Regions from separate parts of the Mus musculus genome. Here region 2 is linked to region 1. A link is a contact called in public promoter capture Hi-C data. All regions are on one chromosome and are shown on one strand. Each heading gives the region's core, a stretch centred on a gene start, on an enhancer-like site or on the middle of the called end of the contact. The rest is flanking DNA. Distances are from core to core; before and after follow the strand shown.

What was found. Capture Hi-C pulls out chosen DNA fragments and counts their contacts.
Region 2: a contact with region 1 is called in a promoter capture Hi-C map of adipose tissue. The contact joins the promoter of Mcpt8 here to the promoter of Mcpt2 in region 1. A contact is called at or near these places in 8 of 39 promoter capture datasets (the 3T3-L1 cell line, cranial neural crest, embryonic stem cells and 4 more), 2 of 484 Hi-C or Micro-C datasets (the G1E-ER4 cell line and brain), 1 of 115 datasets of contacts at active chromatin or transcription factors (pancreatic cancer cells) and 3 of 9 other capture datasets (adipose tissue, liver and macrophages).

Annotation. Positions count from the first base shown.
Region 1 is chr14:56,039,750-56,043,847 of GRCm38.p6, reverse strand. It overlaps Mcpt2 (mast cell protease 2), which reads right to left and starts at 1,725. Exons shown (of 5, transcript NM_008571.1): 1 at 1,640-1,725; 2 at 997-1,147; 3 at 350-485; 4 at 1-165. The coding sequence starts at 1,694.
Region 2 is chr14:56,083,184-56,087,281 of GRCm38.p6, reverse strand. It overlaps Mcpt8 (mast cell protease 8), which reads left to right and starts at 2,085. Exons shown (of 5, transcript NM_008572.1): 1 at 2,085-2,149; 2 at 3,332-3,479; 3 at 3,795-3,927. The coding sequence starts at 2,095.

The DNA.
Region 1 (4,098 bases), core at 476-2,975:
CATGATTCTCAGTTCAACCTCTCTCAGGGTAACTGATAGAGGGTTATTCTTTCCTGTTTTCCCCCATCCAGCTGTCCAGCACATCTTCCCAGGCTTGATGAAGTCAGAGGAACTAGGCAATGAAATTACATCCACATCAGAATTCAACTCTGCTTTCTTTTGTAGCTGTTGGGGGAAGGAGAGAAGAGATGTCAAAGTAGTGAAGGATGCTTGGACGAGGGGCCATTCCCCTTGGAAATTCAGTAGTAGGTTCAGAGGAAATGATTTGGAGAAGAAAGAATTTGAAGGCCTGAGCCTGGAGGAGAGTTAGAATTGGGAGACTTAAACAGTGCAATAAAAATAACGGTACCTTCAGTAACATGATGTCATAGAAACCCGAAAGGTACTGAAACTTTGGGTGAACAAATGTTTTTTCAGTTTTTATTATCTGCTGTGTGGGTTCGTTCTTGTTTATATTATGAGCTCCAAGGATGACACTGATTTCACTGTTGACAGAGAAAGAAGCAGTGAAGCATGCTGCTCTTGGGAGGAGGACTCCTTCCAGGGAGAAGGGCACCAGGCTCTAGGTTCTGTCCCAGTGCAGCATGAGAGAGACTAGAGATGGAGCTCCCAGGACCACAGCCTTGCGAGAAGGAGGCAGGTTGGACAAACACAGGACTGAGAACTCTCTCCCCACACTTCACACCCACTACTTGGATTGAACCCATGCCTTTGCACATGGCAAGTTGGCACTCTACATTGACTTACACCCCACACCATGTCTGAGCTCTGGTGACACCAGGACAAGCCAAAGCTGTAGTTTTCCTCCTGACTAGAGCCCTGGTAAAGCTCTGACCTCTGAAAATGGAGACCACACATGAGATGACCCAGTATGTGGCCCTGTGCTCCTTTTTCCTCTCTGTGTAAGGAGAGCCCATCTTGAAACTTCCTCAGGCCTCTGCTGCTCTGGGATTCTGGCTCCTGCATTTCCTCACAGGAAGAGAAGAAGCCTCTTACCTTCCATTACAGTGTGCAGCAGTCATCACAAATTGTGGGGCTATGAGAAACCCACCACACCTCTCCTTCGAACCGTTCTTAGTGGTGAACTTCAGATAGGCCATGTAAGGACGGGAGTGTGGTTTAGCCTCAACACCACCAATAATCTCCTCTGGAACAAAGAAACCCCAGTCCCTGGTCACAAACTTGTGGAACACCCCAACACAGCACCAGCAAGGGAAGATGAGGTAAAGCTGTATAACTACTCTAAGCCCACCCCACCGCTCATGGTAATCAGGCCCCTCCACATGCCCTTTGGTCTAAATTTCTCACTAGTGTTCATGTCCACCATCAGCCTTCATTCAGAACACAATGCCCATTCATGTTTTTGACATTCTACTTCATCAGACATTTCTCCACACCCTCATTTGATCTTCCTCAACACTAAGGGAAGGCCAGAGAAGAGCTGCCTATCAGAACAGGAAGCAACTTGAGGAAATGTTCTAAAGAGGAATTAGTTTTTCATTCTTCTTTGACCTACAGATTTCCCCTTGACTATGTTAGTTTAGTACACTTCCTCATGTTAGGGTCTCTATTGCCAAAGCTAAGAGATGAAGGCTGGTTTCTGAAAACTCAGAGGTTAGGGAGATGAAGACAAACTCACCAGCTCCAGCTCCAGAAGGCAAAAGAAGTGCCATCAGGAATAGTAGGGCCTGCATTTTGCCAGTGTTGAGGCCTTGGTGAGCTTCTAGGGTGTTGCTGTCCTGGTTCCTGCTTTTATAGATCCAATGTGGGAGAAAGGCAGGGCTGGGAACCACAGATCTGGTTTGGACAAGCTCTACTTTCCTTATCAGAAATTCTCATGACTGCTCTCTGGTGGTGTTGAGTCTGTGGCCAGATTCTGAGACTCCTGCATCCCATGATAAGGTGTCGACTGCACCCTTCAAAGTGGCTCCCAGGAAGCAGGACAGCACACAAAGGGAGGGGGACCTTGATCAGGGATCATGGAATGGTTCTTCTAAGCATCCAGGTATTATTGTCAGCTTTGAGACCCATGCTGCATATGTGGGAAGTCTCACCTCTGCTGTTAAACACAAACACAGACTTCTGTAGTGTATGAGCATGTGGGGGAGAGCAAGTACATTTTATTTACAAAAACTGATGGTGGGCTGATTCAGCCTGAAGGCTATTGTTTGTGTTGACCAGTGTGAGGGCATCTCATCTTTATTCAAATAAGTAGGACATGATAGAATGTGGCTGTGAGGGATAAAGATGTGGGGAGAGTATATTGAATACACAGCATATAGGGCATGAACAAGACCTTAATTAAGTCAGTGGTTCCCCACTTTCCTGATGGTGTGACCCTTTAATACAGTTTCTCATATTGTGGTGACCCCAGCCACAAAATTATTTCATTGACACTTTATAAGTAAAATTTTGCTACAGTTTTATGAATTTAATGTAAAATATGTAATGTGAAGGATATCTGATAATTGACCCCTCTGACGCAAGGTTGAGAGCAGCTTCTGTAAGTTTAATCATACTAAGTCTCTCTTTTTTTAATTTTTAATATTTTTATTACATATTTTCCTTAGTTACATTTCCAATGCTATCCCAAAAGTCCTCCATAGCCTCCCCCCACTTCCCTATCCACCCATTCCCGTTTTTTTGGCCCTGGCGTTCCCCTGTACTGGGGCATATAAAGTTTGTGTGTCCAATGGGCCTCTACTAAGTCTCTTCTATAAACATTATAATATACATTTATGGAGAACTCAATGGACTTTCAGGGTATCACAGAATAAAATGTCTTTTGTATCTGCAATGTAAGGCACAGCTTTGGGTGACGGAGCAGGCAGTGTAGAGAGAGAGGTTGGCTCATTGTGTCTAAGTACTCACGAATCTGGTCAATTAAGATGATGGGTTTGGACATGATTTTTGGTTCAAAATAAGAAAGACAACTTGTTTTAACAGATAAAAACTATTTTATTGTGATGCATTTCACAGAAAAAGATATTGTACAGCTAGATTAATGTAGTAACTCGAGCAAGCACTTGTTCAAACTGAAAGACTGTGCATCTCAATGAACCATATAATTGGACTTGATGTTCTAGAATCATGGAGCTTTGCAGAAAAATTCTAGGTCTGGTAAAAAGAGGTATTGACCATCTTATGAAGCCTCAGCTGGTTCCCAGGCTTGGAGCAGACAGCTCAGACCTCTTCACATGACAGAAACCGGGTGCCCTTGAGGAGAGTTCTGGCCCCAACTCTATCCTTCTGTATTTCCTTCCTTTGCTTCCTCAGAGCTACAAGGAGCTATCTAAGCAGAGTGATATGAATTAGAGAAAAATATATACTAATGTTTTCTATTACTGTGCATTGGATCTTACCAGATAATACTTTGTAAAGACACCAAATTATTCTATGCGGCCCCATTTAGGTGATTCTGGCCTTGAGATGGTCTACACACAGTGTCCCAAATGAACATTCTCACTTTGAAGCTCATGAATGAAGAGGTGGGACAGATATAGTTATCAATTGGCCTCATCCCCTCAGTGGTTGTCGGATTCCCGAAGTGACATTATGAAAGAAACTAGTGGAAAATTTCACAACTGTCTCTTTTTACCAAAAAAGTAAACCAGAGCCTTAGTATATGTGGAGATCTCCAGAGTTGGTGCAAATAATGCACTATTGAATGATGCAGGCGAGGTGATCTCTGCTTTATCTCCCTTCTGCATATCTATTTGCATCTTGGAGAACTACAGTGGAATATTGAAAACTTAACTGGGTGGTGACATTAGGGAAAGTTGCTCTTGGTTTAGTTTTATTGTTTTATTGTTGGCACATATGACACATCTGTTGCAGCTATCAATCTGGAGTATGCATCAGCATGCATCATCAGGGGCAGTAACATCGAATGCAGGGACCTCAATCATGTCACACTGATGGTATCATGCTTATTGGACTTGGAGTGCGGGAGGTAGCACCTACTGTAGACACCTTGGGAAGACAACACTTTTCTCTCAAAGTAGAGAAAAAAATCTAAGAGTATTGACTTTCGAGAAGTATCCATGGTCAGTGTTCTTTCATATACACAGTTTTCTCTTCCTAAAGTCAGGTTGTTTC
Region 2 (4,098 bases), core at 836-3,335, 43 kb before region 1:
CCTGGACCCTTGTCTTGAGTTTATCCTACATACAGTCCATGGGTTCCACAGGAGGACCTCGGTGATGCTTTTATTCATCAAACATGAGAAATTTCCACCCATTGCTTTCATACATCTTTCCTGGCCCTTCTGTCATTACCTTCCAGACCTCCCTGTAGATCTTCTATATACACTATCCCATTAAAAGGTCAGCCCCATTTGTTTCTCTTCTTTCTACTCACAAAGTCCTAAGGCAGTTACAGATTTATCAGTGAAATCCTCACACGAGCAAACTTCCTTCCCCACATGGTGTCCAAGCTCATGCACAGACTCTCTAGCCCTTGTTCAGAACAGCAGTATATTCTGAGACGGGCTGCAGGGAGCAGGAGGGCCACTCACATGGTGGCTGCTTGACAGTATGAACTGGTTCCCAGGAAGCCCTGATATGTGGGACCATGAGCCATGTGGGAGGCAGAAGGCTAGCCCAAGAGCCTGCCCCAGTAACTCAAAACACGTTTAACTACCAGGAAAATGTGATAGTACTATCAAGATATAAGAAATCAGAAGTGGAAATTGTGACAGCATAGGACCAGATACTTTTGAATGATAATCAGGGCCTGTGGGTGTAGCATCATAATCTAGCATCTTTAATTTTCTTAGTGTATAGCCTTATGGATTTTGTTTTAGCAGATGTATTGGCATCACAGAGATATTTAATAATTACTCCACCATTACTGAATGTGTCCATCATTTGCAAATTGTTGGGAAGAAGATACAAATAATTAACAGATTAATATGATAACAACAATCGCTGTTGTATCCCCTGGGCGGGCAATGCAAATGAGAAAGTGTCTGAATATTCCAGCTCTGGTGCAACAGATGCGAAGTCAGCATGAGAACCACGTGCAGCTTGCTTCAGCAGTCTCATGTCTACACTAAATGACAAGATTGCAGGGAACATCAGTCTCCGCCATGTCAGTTTGACTCTGGCATTCTAAGAAGAAATGCACTTGAGTTTTACTCTCAAAGGTGGACATCAACCAGGCACCTGCACACTCAGAACTTCGAGATGAACCACAGTTGATTGCGCAGCAGAGAAAGAGAAGAAAACAGTAAAGAGCTCTGCCCCATCACACGAGGTCTTCCCTGGGGACCAGATTGCCTTGACAGTGAAGAACACTGCCAATGCCAAGACTCAACACCACCAACAGCGCATCTTTCTTTCTGCTCTTTGTCTCTACTTTTGTGCCACTAACTACTTTGGTGATAAAATATTTGAGATCTTTGAGATGTCAAAGATGATGAGGACATCAGTGTCTTTATGGCATGGGACCCTGAGCATTTGTCTGTCAAATCCTCCCTATAAAGCTCCCCATTCAGTCATTTTTTACCTCTTGTCATCAACATCCCAATAGCATTTCATCCTAAATCTTCACTCTTCACCCCATCCCCCAAAATGTTCAAAGCCCTCAGGGTGTTAATAGATCACCTGGCTTAAATTGGAAATCAAAAGTCCTTGTGGAAAAAAACAAAACAAAACTCTTCATAGAGAGTAGTATAGTATGTAGAGATGTTATTATTATTATTATTATTATTTATTTTTTTGGTTTTGTTTTTTGAGACAGGGTTTTTTTGTATAGCCCTGGTTGTCCTGGAACTCACTTTGTAGACCAGGCTGGCCTCGAACTCAGAAATCCGCCTCCCCTGACTCTCGAGTGCTGGGCTTAAAGGCCTGCGCCACCACGCCCGGTGAGATGTTATTTTTTTTTTAAGGAAATGTTTACCTGATCATAAACTTAAGACACAGAGGCATCCTACTGCAGTTCCCTGAGCATTGACAGGAGAGGGGACTTGTCTAGTGTGGAAGGCCTCAATAGGCTCTTCCACCTCCTCAGTGTCCAGCATTCCTGTGGGGAATGTGGTCATGCTCACCAGTAACTGACAGCAGTGTGTTTCCTGTACAGTCACCACACAGATGTGGCAAGAACTCAGATCTTAAATATCACACAGGAAATTAGAGGTCTCTGGCTCTGGGCCTCTTTCCTCACCTGATGGTTTAAAAGTTGTGAGAAGTAACAAAGTGGCCAACTGAGACCTGGTCAGACCCTGAAGAGGATGTTCCTGCTCCTGGTCCTCCTGGTGGCTGCCCTGCCAGTCAACGCTGAAGGAGGTAAGCAACCATCCTCATCCCTAGAGGTGTGGCATGTGGCTTCCAGCACTGATAACTGCATGGTACCCAGTCAGACTGTATGTAAGATCTCCTCCTGACTTGGTTCATCTGAGATGTTAGCTAAGCCCCAGCTCTAGCACCAGATAAATAGGACACCAAAGTCACAATGACCTACTGGCAGTGGCACCTGATGAGTGAGACCTCATCACCTAAAAGTAATGAATTATAAAAATATCATAGGACCCTACTAGTTGAAAGAAAGGCCTGGAAGTTCCAACTGCACAAACCTAAGAGCAAGCGGCTTCCTCCAGGGGCTGCCACCTGGATTAAGACTAGAAGAATTCTTCTATTCAGGTTTCCAGGTGTCACCTTGATCTCGTCTCTGTTCTTTGGAACCATACAGGTCTGCCATGAGAGTTGGCCACAATCTAACAGAGCCAGGAAAGTGTGCCCTCATCTCTGCTTCACAGATTGATGGAAACAGGCAGACGTAGGATCCTCGAACCCATTTTCTCCCCCCTCTATGATCCCTGTGAGTCCTGTGTCCTTCCTTCTTCATCCTGAAGGCTAGTTCAATGCCTGAGGAAGATAAATCTATGCTGAAGCTTAGACTACATTAGGAGCTCTTGTCCCAGCTACTCGCTTAGCACATTTGAGAGCTTATCAGTGTTTACACAACAATCCTATCTCTAAGTGGAGTACTTACTCTGCCTCATGAATCAGAATAGAGGAGAAGCAGAGTTTTCTACTCAGTAGTGCACCATGCTTACTACAGGCAGAGCCCAGTGCTTAAGTGAGCAGGACACCAGGTGAATCATGAGACACAGGAACACCCGTAGTTGTTTGGAGTGTGTTCTAGATGGTCTGGACAGTGTGTGCTGAATTCTTCCTTAATGTGTCCATGAGATTTAATTTGATTCAAGGAAAAGTCTTGGCACCATCATGACTACAAGAAGAAATTGAAAACTAGAGGAAAGTGATGCCAGGCAGCAGGCTTTGTGTGATCTCTCGCAGCACCCAGACACCCTTTCTTGTTGCGTGACAGCCCCTACAAAAGAATCTGTTCTCTTTACACATCAGGTCCACAGACTCTCCAAGCATGAAGTGTCCCTTACCAGCCTCCAGATAACTGTTGCACAGTTTCCATGAGCACAAAGATTCAGAATAATCTCTCTTTTTCAGGGGAAATCATATGGGGTACAGAGTCCAAACCCCACTCCCGGCCCTATATGGCATACATAAGGTTTAATGACAGCAAATCAGTCTATCGCTGTGGTGGTTTCCTGGTGGCAAGAGACATCGTAATGACAGCAGCTCACTGTAATGGAAAGTAAGGAGAAGCAACTGGGTCTTTGATGCCTGGGACTAACCAAATAACAACAGATCCTGGCTGTCCCTAAACGTGTAGAGCCAAAGGTGAAGATCAACCTGACTATATCCTATTTGACCTAAAGTGGTTGTGAAACTCAGGACCAGATAGTGTCAGTGAAGGGTCTGAATGGCTGGGTGGTTATTGAAGACCTAAGGAACAACTCCCTCATAAATCTCTTGCTATTTGACTCAGTCAAGCTCTACCCTCAACTTGCCTTTCAGGGACTGCTTTCATTGCTCCTGTTGTTGTACTTAACTCATCTTCTTTTCACAGAGTTATAAATGTAACCTTAGGAATTCACAATCTCAAGAAAAAGAAAAACACCCAGCTCATTCCTGTCAGTGAAGCCATACCTCACGAGAGCTTTGACAATGAAACACTGGTCAATGACATCATGCTCCTGAAGGTACCATTTTACTGATCACTGGTTTTCGCCCATAGATCACTGGTGTATCAGTCCCATCTTCTCTTCTAGGTGGCTGACCTATTGGTCCCAGGGCAATAGAATGAGGCTAGAGTGGGACCAGGGGTGGGGGACAGGGGTAGAGATACAGGCAGCCTCATCCCTGGTTTAAGC